2 separate regions of the Ovis aries genome follow, and region 2 is linked to region 1. A link is a contact called in public Hi-C data. All regions are on one chromosome and are shown on one strand. The core of a region is the stretch at or near the end of the contact, and the rest is flanking DNA. Distances in the headings are between cores, read along the strand shown.

Region 1 (6,665 bases), core at 2,666-5,165:
TATTGAACTGAAAGACAGGAAATATGAAATATAACTTTAGAAGAGTTAAGAGACTTGGAAAATGAGTACCAGTAAAACATTTGCTATAATTTGCTACTGGTAAGATCTTTAGACTTGAGAGAGAAAGAGTCAGAATATGTTTAGTTTATAGTCATCTAGAAGAACAGGTTATAGTCTAGCAGAGTATTGTTTTTATCTCTTGCCTTTGCTTTTTCTGAATGGAAGAGAGAGCAGGACATAAGAAGCATTGGTCCATCAGATAATGAACCATCCAACTGTATTGCCACATGAACTAACACCCTCCCCTCTCAGTTATTCTTAATGGCACACTTTTATTTGTAAAGCTTTATGGCCTTTGCTCTGTTCTTTCTCTATCCTTTCCTTTCACGTGTTGAATCATTATTAGTTATATACTAAATGATGTCTGCTCTTAAAACCAAGAGACCAGAGGTTAAACAAACTCAATTAGAAATGAGAAATGCACATTTCTGTGTGCCTCTTAATAGTGCAGAGCTTCTCCTTACTACTCTCAGCCTCCAGAAGATAAGTGTTATATAATTTTTTAAGCTAAGAGTGTATCAGAGTTCAGATTGTGTAATGGTAATGATAAAGAAACACTAGTGGATTTAGTAGCCATTTTCTTCTTGGAGGGGATGGGGCTGAGAAAAAAACTGAATCTGGCTTGATTAAGTGAAATGTCTTCCTATAATAATGAAGAACAGATAATATGTTCTAAATAGGGTGACCTGTGCAGAGCCCCAAGTGGCCTGACTCCACTGAAGAAGCACAGAGATCACAGTGAAGATGGCTTTGAGATCAGCATTCCCTGATTTCACAGTCAGGGAATTTCAGCCTGTTCCCTGTGAAACTCATTGTCTTGCTCTGTTCATCTTTACTCTTGTGGTCTGGGCCTTATCACAGACTAAATAACAGAGGGAAATGACGTGAAGTCTTTAAGCGATGAAAGATTGGAAGATGTTAGAGAACTCTGTGATCAGTCTTCTCAATATCTTTCCTAGTAAAGTGATGTTAGTATTTAAAAATTATATGTCTCTCTCCGCAGCTTTTGACAGTAGAAAGTACAGCAGATCAAAAGCTGCACTTCCGCAGAGGGCCAAGGCATTGAATTGAGCCTTTGTTAGACTCTAGCGTTGTTGGGCAGCATGTTGAAATCTCAGAAGCTCACCTACTGTATGCTTGGTGATAAGTCTGTTTTTGCTGTGCTTGGAATTACAGGGGTCTCTGGAGTATTATTTCACAGATCATTACTCTTAAGTCTCTCCTCTAATAATGAAACTTTAGAAAAAAAATTATGTATACCTAACTTAAGGGTTATTGGAGAAGGAAATGGCGACCCACTCCAGTGTTCCTGCCTGGAGAATCCCAGGGACGGGGGAGCCTGCTGGGCTGCCTGTCTATGGTGTCGCACAGAGTCAGAGACGACTGAAGCGACGCAGCAGCAGCAACTTAAGGATTAGTTTACATATTATCTTATTGGCTGATGCTCCTACTGTGTTTCTGTGTTATAGTGATTACTACTCTGGTCCCAGGGAGGTATGGCATGTAGATATGGTTTCTGCTTTATCCTGTTTAATTCTAGATTTAGACACATCTCTATAGTTCGGAATTGAAGCCGACGTTAACCAAGTTCTGCAGGTACACATATATTATTAGGCTGTTCCCTTAATATAAGAAGAAATGATTGTGTAAAGGTCTCCCGTGGGAATAGGTGTGTACAAAATACCCTAAATTACAGGACACAGCTGCTAAGTAGTGAACAAGGACTGAATGGAAATTTGCTTTTGTTGTAGTTGATTTGGTACATTAAATGGAATTTGGCGTTAAGATCACTAAATCCTGTCCTCCTTCTCTGTGATGGAAAATGTTGCTTAGTAACTTGTTTTTCTTCCACAATGCCATTTTAAATTAGCATTCCAAAGGGTTTGGAAGTATGGATTGTATTCATATGACTTTCTTGAAATAACTAGGCTCTAACCAAAGTAGCATAAATAGTCATCTATTGTTACCTGAGTGTATATAAGACATAGAATGATAGTAAGGTGGAGTCAAAGCTAATCTTCTGTCAGAGAAACGTTTTTTATCATGAAGAATTTGTTGTCGTGTGGTGAGATTATGTGATTTATGTATATCTTTCATTCTGAAAGCATTTGAGCTTCCTATTTAGAATTTGTGCATGTTTGAAATTCAGACCCATTTTCGCTGAGTCGTAGGAGCCATCATTAAACCTAAGGATAGGAGTAGCTGATATCCCTTAATGGAAGAAATATGCTATTTATCTTATTGAGCTCTAATGATCCTCATAGTTACAGGTCAGATAACTTTGAAGTTAGGTTAAAAATTTAGCTGTGTTGGTCAGATGATAATTTGTATACCATTGCTCACACTGTTGATTTTTTGTGTATTTGTTTCTTTTTAGAATCATGATACATGATTTGGGCTTTTGATCCTTTTGTATTTATATCCTTATGTATATAAATTTACACATATTTTTATTATATTTACATTAAACAATGTAATATATGTAACACATATATATTAATTTTATATGTGAAACTTATAGATACGTAAATTTAATATATGTGAATTTGCACATAAATGTAAAATTTATGCAAATATATAAATGACTCCATATCTGTATGTATGCATGTGTATATATCTAGTATATATACAAAAGCTTGTATATGTTACAGTTGGTAGATCAGCAAATGCCTGGCTGTAATTGGAAAACCATTTACAGTCCCGTATTTGATCTTAAGAAAAGAAAGAAAGTAAAGTCGCTCAGTTGTGTCTGACTTTTTGCGACCCCATAGACTGTGGCCTACCAGGCTCCTCCGTCCGTGGGATTTTCCAGGCAAGAGAACTGGAGTGGGTTGCCATTTCCTTCTCCAGAGGATCTTCCTGACCCGGGGATCGAACCAGGGTCTCCTGCATTGTAGGCAGATGCTTTACTGTCTGAGCCACCAGGGAAGCCTTTGATCTTAGCTGGCGTATATAGTGAGCATGGGCTTTATCGGGGGTTGATTCGGTTTGTTCAGTGGTATTTGGCCTAACAAAAGTGAAAGTGAAGTGAAAGTCGCTCAGTCGTGTCTGACTCTTTGCAACCCCATGGACTATACAGTCCATGGAATTCTCCAGGCCAGAATACTGGAGTGGGTAGCCATTCCCTTCTCCAGGGGATGTTCCCAACCCAGAGATCGAACCTAGGTCTCCCACATTGCAGGCAGATTCTTTACCAGCTGAGTCTACAAGGGAAGCTGCCTAACAAAGCGAACTTGTTTAGTAAAGGAAATGTTTGTAAAGTATATTTTCCTGCTTGGATCTCTCCGCCCCCATAATTGTGTTTTCCTCCCGTAAACTGAATCCTTGAGACGAAGCACATATGGCTGAGGAAGAGCCAGGGCTGGGGAGTTGGAGGCAAGGCTGAGAGTGTAAGAGGGTTAAGCAGGGGAGTGGGTCAGGGCCCTGTGAGCAGCAGGGATCCGCAGCAGGTGAGTGGAACTGGGCAGCAAGCAGAAGCGGGGGCCCGGGAATGTTGGAGTTTGGTGGGAGTGATGTGAGAAGAGGGCACATAAGGAAAAGATTGAAAGGTCAAGGTCACAGCAGGAATCAGCCGACAGAACCCGAAAGGGCTCAGAGCCCACCTGGACGGCTGACCTGGGACATCGGAACAGAGGCTCCTGGCTGTTTCCGTGCCAGTTGTACTCTGGCCGGGAAGCTTCCTGGGCATTCCCTGTCAGGGTGGGAACCAGGCGCAGGGCGTGGCCCGCAGAGCCCACTTGTAAAAGCAGGTCAAGGGTGTGTCTGCCTGAAAGGGAAAGGGAGGTGGCCCGGGAGCGTCCTGACACCTGGAAGAGGGAGGCTAAGGACGAGCGGCAGCACAGGCAGAATCAGCACTTTGCTGAGCTTGTGACTCAGGGCCCTGGCTGTAACACACCAGTCTTTCGGGCAGTGAAGCCTCCAGGCCAGACTGGGGAATGAGGCGAGGGCCCTGTTCCAGACGACCAGCAAACCTTTTCTTTCTTTGTGGGGCTATCACAGCTCTGTTCTCATGTTCCTCTGCCCATGAACCCAGAAGGTGGTGTAGAAGAGCTTCTGTAAAGGGGATACAGAGAGAGCTCTCCATGTAGAAGCTGCTGTGTGCCTTACATTCTGTATAAAAATCTCAGTTCTCTTTTGTGGGTTTTTCGTGGCCCCCTGCCCACCAAAAGTAGGTCTGTTTGCAGAGGAGTGTCTTGAAATAAGTAATATAAATGAAGATTAACCCATGAGAAAAGTGTGGCTTGTGATCGTGTAAATAGTTTTGCTTTATATTTACATATATACATTTAGATACTTTATAAATATTTAAAGGCATGCATATAGAATAAACACATATGCATATATGAAAATTTATACTGGTTAGGAGTTTCTGTTCATTACTGTTTTAACTCAGCGTTTGGTCCTTCTTTTAGACAAAAGAACAAAATTACTTTGTTTTTATTTTTACTTATATTATGAAATTAGATCAATTTATAGAAAAGAAGAACTAATTAACCTTACAATCTCATTATATCTTCAAACTCATTTCTAACTGTGGGTCTATTTGTCAATATATTTAGTTTTTAACAAGTTATTTTTCCTTATCTATTGGATATAATGATATGATTCACTTCGTATTTATTTTTAATAGCATTAGTGTATGGTGATGTAACATTGTGATTATAACTCTCTTATTCTTGACCATTTGGGTCAATAATGGTTTTAGTTTTCATTATTGAAAATATAGCCTGGGTAAACATTTTAAAACAAATTATCTTTGTGTTGTTTCCTTGAGGCATTTTCCCCAAAGTGAGATTAACAAGTGAAAGGGCAGGAACAACGTTATGGCTTCTGTTACATGTTGCCAGATTGTTTTCTAGAAAGTCGGCACTCATTTGCAGCGCCACCGTCAATGTATAATGCACTGTGCCAGTTTAAGATAGTTTAGACGGTCTAAGCACACATGAGAAGTATAATTACATTTCTACCCCGAGGCCTTGCTGTATAGATAGCTCTCATAAGTAAACTCAATATGTGAACTTTGAAATTATCGAATTAATTTAAGTATGGAGCTAATTTGCTCTTTAGAATGTGGAGCCTTATAGGGGGCTTTGGGGCTGGAGAGCATCCTGTATCGAGGTGGTGCCCCCTTTTGGACGAGTGTGGTACTGCGATCCCACACTGTGAGACTGTCGAGGCCAGAACCAAAGGGGGACCACAGACCCCAGTGTTTCTCACAGTGAGGTCCTCAGGCTTGTGAGGAGTCCTGGAGGGCTTCGTGGAGGCTGGGGGAGAGGGGCACTCTGCAGTCCAGGCAGCCAAGAAGAGGCGATGGCCACTGGGAAGGCCTAGGCCACAAGTCCCTGAGCTGTGCATGTCCCAGGTAACTGCTAACCACAGCCTTCCTCATTGAAACTGTCAACTCAGGGGTGTTGGGGGCGATGTTTTCGGCATCACCCTGGCAGTATTTTTAATTTTATAATGGAAGCCGATGGAGATTACAGATTCTGTAGAAATTTATTCATCCACAAGGATAACTAGCCTAGTCTATAAATGTTCTTTTACTCTGCTTCAGAAAGGGGAAAATCTTAGACTTTTCCCTGAGAAATAAATTTCCCTCATTGCTCATGCCTGCTGACATAGCCTTGTGCTTCTGCCAGTTTCCGCAGTGACTTGCAGAAATTCTATAACCTAAATACCAGAACACGTAACGGCATGTCCTAGAACTGGGCCGGGAGGGTGAGACCGAAGTGAAACATATTCCACAGAGCGTGTGGTTCAGAAAGGCAAAAAGGAGCAACTGAAAGTCATTGATAAAATGCTTGAGAATTAACGTGTATACATTTTAAAGGACGTGAATTGAATGGATATTTATCTTAGAAATTCCAAGTCATAACGTTTAATGGAGGCTGAGATATAAAATTTGTTTTAATTTTCAGGTACCAAAATAGAAGTTAAGTATTGGTGGGTGGAGAGAGGTGGTAAGCGTTAAAAGGCCATATACCCAGACTGTCGCATGAGATGGTTTATTTTTTAATTTTCAGTAATTTTTTTCAGTACATGTAAATACATAAAACAAACTCTGCCATCTTTATCTTTTTCAGTCAGTAGCATTAACTACATTCACAGTGTTGTGCATCCATTACTATTATTTTCAAACCTTTCTCACTACCCCAGACAGAAGCGCTGTGCTTTAGGGATTTATTTTGTAATTGATTATCTCAAAATTTTTTTTCTGGCTTAAAAAAATACACAATTCAAACTCTTCACGCTTAAAATTTCAACGTATGCCATATGTTAGGGGATTCTTCTAGGTACGTGTCTCAGGGTCATCAGTTTCCTCTCCTCCTTCCTGCTGACGCCTGCTTTGCTGAAGACGGTGCCGGTCAAAGAGGGCAGGGAGGGCTGCTGTTCTGTCGGGGACATGTGAGGAGCTGCATTCTGCTGCTGAAAGCTTCAAATCAATGCTATTTGTAGGAGAACAACGGTAGTTCTGCTTATTTAATGTATTTTAAAATTTAAAGGCCCTATTATGTTCTTGACAGCTTAAAAAAAAATCAGAACTTGTCATTACTTTGAACACAACAGCTATTACTATTTTTATGTATTATTTTTAGTCTTTTTTA
Region 2 (6,665 bases), core at 1,641-4,140, 210 kb before region 1:
GGGGAACACGTGTACAGCCGTGGCGGATTCATGTTGATGTATGGCAAAACCAGTACAATACTGTAAAGTAATTAGCCTCCAATTAAAATAAATAAATTTAAATTTAAAAAAAAAGAAATATTAAAATAATCATTACAGTTCCTCTCACTGTGGAAGCCAGGGAGGGAAACCCCTTCTGTAACCAAAGTAATAATTTTTGATCATGCAACAATGCATTTTTGTTATTATGATCATAGGTAGAGACTGTATTTCAAAGCAGATTGATATAGATTTCAAAGAGGCCTGGACTTACAGAGTAAGTGAAATTTATTTAAATATAAAAGTTACCTCATATGCTGCTGGCATACTCATAGTCACAGTTTATAAAGTAAAAAACTAAACTGCTAAAGTCCGCTCTGAAATAGATGCATTTTCATTAATAGCTTCACTAGTTAGGTCTCTTCTTCTAAAACAGGGAGAAAGTCAGATATTTTGTAAGGAATAAACTCAGCATGTCAGCAACAAATTTCAGTTACTCCTTGTCCTCCACACTCCATATCCAGGCTTGGAGGATTCCCCTGTCAACTCACTCCATCCACTACCTCTGTCTCCCTGGCCCAGTCACTCTCCTCTTGCTCCTGGGTTATTTCAGTAGCCTCTCACTGGTCTCTGCGTCAGCCCTCACCCATGACTGCCCTCAACCCAGCAGTCAAAGTGATCCTATTACAAGGTGTCAGAAGATGTCACTTTCCTACACAAACCCTTCCAGTGGCTTCCAGCTCACTCAGCGTGGGGGCTTCCTTTGATCCATGTCACCTCTCCCTCTTCTCTGACTTCTTTCTGCCACAGTGGCCTCCAGGTTGCTCCCAGCACACTCAGGCATCCTGCCTCTGCCTCAGGGCATTTGTACTTGCTGTGCTTTCTGCCTCAAAAGTTATCAGCTCAGATATCTTGTTTCCCACCTCCTTCAGCCCTTTGCCCAAATATCTCCAGCAGCTTTCTTTGATCGCCTATTTAAGAGAACACGCTGCTTACTCCTATGTTCTGCCCCTGTCTATTTTTTCTCCACAGCATTTCTAATCATATGGCGTGAGTGTGTGTTCAGTCACTTCAGTTGTGTCTGCCTCTCTGCGACCCCATGGACCATGGCCTGCCAGGCTCCTCTGTCCATGGGATTCTCCAGGCAAGAATACTGGAGTGGGTTGCCAGTTCCTTCTCCAGTGATAAAGTATGAAGTGAGTGAAATGAGTGAAGTGAAGTCACTCAGTCCTGTCTGACTCTTTGCGACCCCATAGGCTGTAGCCTACCAGGCTCCTCCCTCAGTGGGATTTTCTAGGCAAGAGTCCTGGAGTGGGTTGCCATTTCCTTCTCCGAATCATATGGTAGTCCACATATTTTCTTTATCATTTGTGTCTCCTGCCTGGAAGGTAAACTCCATGAGGGTTAAAATTTTTGTTTTTGTTCTCTGCTGTGTCCCCAATCCCTAGGAGAATGCCTAGCATGGGAAAAACACTCTAGAATGGTTGAATAAATGATTCCCCCACATCCCAATTGTTAGAACAGGCCCTGACCTGCTGGGCAGAACTTCCTCGCTCCTATGCTTCTATCTCCCTGTCCTTCCGCAGCTTTTAGTTAGCCACCTGTCTTGCACTTGTTATCGGTGGAAGGTTGGTGACCCCTGAGAGTTATTTGCAGCAGATGCATCCCTGCTGCAGTCATCAAGAATAACAGTGGTGGTAGAGCTGGAAGTGTGAAGTTTTTGCATCCTCTGATTACTGAGGTTGCAAGAGAGAACCCGAAGCTAGATAGACTTGATTTTCGTTGTCACTGGATGCCATTCATCGAGAATGGAGGGAGGAAGATATACTTCCTCCAAAGGAGAATCTGGTGAGGCGCAAGCAGGATGTTGCGGGCAAGAAAAACCCCACATCCGCCTTTGCAAGCCATAGTTCGGCCCAACCCGCTCTGATTGCGGCTCACCTCAAGTTTCAGCCACACCAACCACAGGGCTCTGGAAATGCCAAGAGAGCCTCTAACCAGGAATTTGATTCCTCCTCCTGGATTAAAAGTTCAGAAAGCAGATCCTCGACTTTACCGTCCAAACAGGCAAGGAGCTTGGAAGGAGGAGGAATGGGGAGGAGGAGGTAGCAGTGCCAGCAAGACAACAGGCAGGGTCTCCGATGATACACACCAGCAAACATGGAGTCCGGTTCTGGAAAGGTCTGGGTTCTGGAAAGGCAGTGCCAAAGGCCATCGCCATACCCTGGGCGTAGGGAAATGGATTCCCAACCTGCTCTCTCATTTTCTGAGGAGTTGTGAGATGGGGAAGTTTCTTTTTGCTGTTGAACTGTCCAATTAAAGAGCCCTCATATTTGGGGGAAAACTGCCAGTGAACTGTGACACGTACACCTATACTCACAGGGTGCGTGTTGCATGGAGGTGTCTCACTTTCTCCACTCAGCAAAACCCAAGTAATGAGCCTTTTGGCACGATTGTAAATGTTGTGTGTGTGTGTGTTCGTGAAGTGGTGTAGTTCCAGCGATAGAGGAGTCCCCAAGGGCGAGGTGTCCTCCATTCCTCGGGGTTCAAGTTTCGGTGGAAACTTTCCCTCAGAGGCTCCGCCTCCTTCACCTTGGCAACGGGCGCCGGGGCCACGTCGCAGCCGACCCCACCCCTCTCCACCCCACACCTGGCGGCCACGCGCAGGGGGCAGGGGCGGAGGCAGGGGCGGGGCCTTCGAGGGGCGGGGCCGGAGGGGCGGGGCGGGGCCGGGCGCGCGCTCCCCCGGGCCGGCCTGGCAGGTTGGGCCCCTCCCCGGCCGAGCCCCGCCTGCGCTCCCGAGGGCGCGGGGTAGGGGGCGGGGGAGCCGGGGAGCGGCGAGACTCTGCCACCCGCTGACGCACCGTCGGCGAGTTGCGCTCGGACCTTCTCCCGCCTCGTCCTTTCACGGGGAGCCGCCGTAGACTTGGAGCCGGGCAGGGGGGAGCCGAGCAGAGATCTGCGAGCGTCGGCCGGCCCGGGAGCGGAGCGGACTGTCCCGGACCCGGCGAGGAGCCCGCTCCCCCTTCCTCGCAGCGTCCGGCGCGGGCAGCGGCACAAACTTTCTGCACTGTCCCCGCACCGCGCCCTCGGGAGGAGGAGCCGCGGCCCCTGACAGGTACGTGGCGCGCGGTTCTGAGACTTGCGCTTGAGGGGCTCTCTTGCTTTAGGGGTTGTGGGAAGCGGGAGAGCAGAAGCGCCTCTTCCTGAGCTCTCCGACCGGGAGGGAGGCGCAGGAATTGGGAGCGGGCCCTTGGGAATAGCCCAGACAAGGTCTCCGTGTCGGGCCAGGCGCGGCGGGGAGGAGGTTGGCTCCCCGAGCCGCGGGACCGGGCGTTACTCGGTGACTGATCCCGGGGGAGAGAGAGCTAGCTTGTTTTGACGGAGAAGGGTGGCATTAGGGCTCTCCACCCTTTTCTTGGTCCCTGGGGCCGGAGAGCTGAATCCTACGGGAGGAGCAGGCAAAGGCGAAGAGGTCTTGGGCTCAGTTTTCCTCTCTAGACCTTGTCGCTTTTATACCAGAGGCAGAGGCGGTGCCACTCTGAAGTTTGCAGTACTTGCCAGGTGTGAGGACTTACTCGTTGGGTGGCTTTTGCTCAGTTCCATCAAGTTCTCTAATGAAATTGCTTTCAAGTCGTAGTTATTATTGACGGTGATGATGATGGGTGTGTGTGTGTGTGTGTGTGCGTGCGTGCGTGTGTGTGTGTGTGTGTGTGTGTCCTGCTTCGACCTTAACAAAGGTCCTTTGTTATAATTCCACTTCTGCTCGGGAGTGGAACTGCTGTCCTATTTCAAGAGCCCAGCCAGAGCCAGGTGTTGATGGCAGGGGTAGGTAGCCTTGTTTCTGGGGACTTTGGGAATCAAGTGGGCAGGTCTAATGAATTAGCCCAGTTCTGTCCCACCCACTTGGATCCATCCATTCTTAATAGAGCCGAGTTTTGTTAATCCCAGACTCCTAATTTATCCTGCTGTGTTATGAATGGATGGATCCAACTGGGTGCACAGGGAATTCTTCCCAATATTCTGTAATAACTAAAATGGGAAAAGAATCTGAAAAAAGAATGCATATATGAATGTGTATAACTGAATCACTTTGCTGTACACTTGGAACTAACACAACATTGTAAATCAACTATATTCCAGTATAAAATAAAAATGAAACAAAAAATAGACCCAGCTTCCACCATTCAGCAGGTGCTGCAACCTTAGCCATCCAAGGTGAGGAATATTCCCAGTGGAAGAAAGGAAATAAAAACGGAGGAGAGATCCTCCTGAGGAGGAGGAGTGAGCAGTGCACACCACTTGTTGCTTCCCTGTAGACTGGGCCTACTGGAGGCCTTCTCTGGAAGGGGCCTGCTATCAAATTCATCTCATTAGGAAGTCAGCTGCTCTCTGCTAATAGCCACAGCAGCCCTGATGAAATTATGTAGGTCATTGAAAAATAATTCCTGCTTAATCACCTTTATCCTGTTGATTAGCGAGAGAAAAAGATTTCCTCTCCTTAATGTACCATGTCTGGTTGGCAGGGTAACCTGCCTGACCTCAAATTCACTTGAACACCTGGCCCTGGACAGGACATTTTCCCCTGAAACTGCCCAAACGTAGCGTACCACAGCCCAAGTCCACATTTGGAGAACTTTAGCGGTCTTCGCTGGACAGAAATCAAACAGGAGACTCAATCTGTACATTTACGGCTTAATGTGGCATACTTGTTGGATTTAGATAACCTTTCCAGGTAATTAAAAGCTGGTTTCTTTTAGTTCCAGTTAACCCCTCTCTGCCAGGTTCATAGAAATCGTTTCCATGTTTGTCTTGAAATAAAGTTTGGGGTCCCATTTGTCACTTGTCCTGTAGCTTTAGGAACAGGATTTAACTGTGTGGGGCAGATGGAAAAAACAAGAGAAACTGCCTATCACTGAACTAGATTCAGAGAGAGATTTAGAGTGGTTTCACAATCTAGGCACAACTACCCAGCTAGCTTCCTACCTTTCCCTAAATAGAGACAGTACAGTTGTATCACTTTATATACCAGAAAAGATATTTATTTGGCTGAGCCAGGTCTTAGTTTCAGCACATGGGATCTTTGATCTTCGTTATGGCATGCGAAATCTTTAGTTGTGGCATGTGGGATCTAGTTCTCCGACCAGGCATCCACTGGGGCCCCTTGCTTTGAGAGTGTGGAGTCAGCCCCTGGACAACCAGGGGAGCCCAGGTTGTATCACTTTTAATGTAGGCCTCTGAAGACCAGAAATGAGAGGACTGTTTTACTACAGTGTTGGTAATGCTCTGCTGGACAGTTCTTCGTGATAACTTCTTGAAATTGGTTCCAAACACTTTCTCTGCAGAGTTCTTTTCTGCCATGTAGGAAGTCAGTAGATTATGTCTGCAAGTCAGAAAGCAGATGTACAGATAATGTTGAAATATCATATAGAAGGCTGAGGTGTGACTTTGGAAATGATGTTCTTGTTTCACTTTTCCAAAGAGAATTTGATAAGAAAGCTCCCTCTCTCTGGAAATATAAAACAGAGTTGCTTTCTCTGATCCCTGCTTAGATGCTCGATGTTCTATGCACGTTTGTCTCATTGGGTGATACATAGGACCTTGGAAGAGCTGGCCCCTCAGATTTTGGCCGTGGAACATGATTTACTTCACCCTTACTTCTCACACTTGTGTGAAGAGTGAACACCTTTACTTCACTCTTACTCTCGATGACGTCTGCCTCTTAGTTTTTAGCCTACACAGGAGAACAGTGCTCAAGTGACCAGTAGCTTCAGGAACTTCATTTATAGGGATCTCTTAGTGAAGACAGTCACAGAAAGTAACTTTTTTGTGGGTCTTGAGGTGGCTGACTTAACCAAAAAGGCAGCTTTTGCCATCGCTTCTTGGCTGTTTGGCTAAGATCAGATGTAGTATGGGGGCTTCCCTGGTGGCACAGTGTTAAAGAATCCTCCTGCCAGTACAGGGGATGCAAGAGATGTGGGTTCGATCCCTGGGTCAGGGAAGATCCCCTGCAGGAGGAAATGGCAACCCACTCCAGTATTCTTGGCTGAAAAATCCCATAGACAGAGGAGCCTGGCGGGCTACAGTCCCTGGGGTTGCAAAGAGTTGGAACATGACTGAGGGACCGAGCATATACCATATTTGTGCTTTGTGATTTAACCATTTTGAAGTTCGTGCTATTATATTCAGATTATACAGGAGGAAAACAGATGAGATTCAGAGAAAATAGGAAACTTTTAGGTGCATATTTTGTTCCTGTATATGTTGAACTCAGACCCAAGTGCAGTGTTTCTGATTTAGAGGACAGGCTTTCAATTTTTTCTCTGCTGCATTTTGTGCAGGTTTGGGTGCAAAATGGGGTCTTATTTCTCATTAACCAAAATGTGAGCTCACGGGGGACTGTAGAAACACGTACATACACGTGTGTGTACATGCATGTCATCTTTATATCCTTTGCATGTTAACAGTGTAGGTGCACCCCAGGAGGTGGGGTAGGTAAATAAATGCCCTACTGGTTGCCATAAGAAACTTTGACGAGGATCTACAGTTGAAAAAATCAGAAAATAGAACTTAAGTGTGGGGTTTAAAAGTATGGAATTAATTACTAGAAGAAACATCTAAAAGAGTTGAAAGGGCTTCTTTTGGAG

The links. A called contact is a pair of places that touch in the nucleus more often than the background predicts.
Region 2: a contact with region 1 is called in a Hi-C map of muscle, with 2.1 times the contacts expected there. The contact joins the promoter of FHIP1A here to the enhancer-like site in region 1. A contact is called at or near these places in 2 of 16 Hi-C or Micro-C datasets (liver and muscle).

Annotation. Positions count from the first base shown.
Region 1 is chr17:6,367,656-6,374,320 of ARS-UI_Ramb_v3.0, reverse strand. The region is part of intron 4 of FHIP1A (FHF complex subunit HOOK interacting protein 1A); the gene reads left to right. Among named protein-coding and RNA genes, the nearest start is that of GATB, 200 kb to the right of the region's middle. Within about 2 kb of position 3,915, at least 11 of the 54 cell types and tissues checked have an H3K27ac peak or open chromatin away from gene starts, as enhancers often do. A contact at or near this core is called in muscle, where this site is marked.
Region 2 is chr17:6,576,388-6,583,052 of ARS-UI_Ramb_v3.0, reverse strand. FHIP1A (FHF complex subunit HOOK interacting protein 1A) reads left to right here and starts at 2,890. Exons shown (of 14, transcript XM_060400969.1): 1 at 2,890-3,136.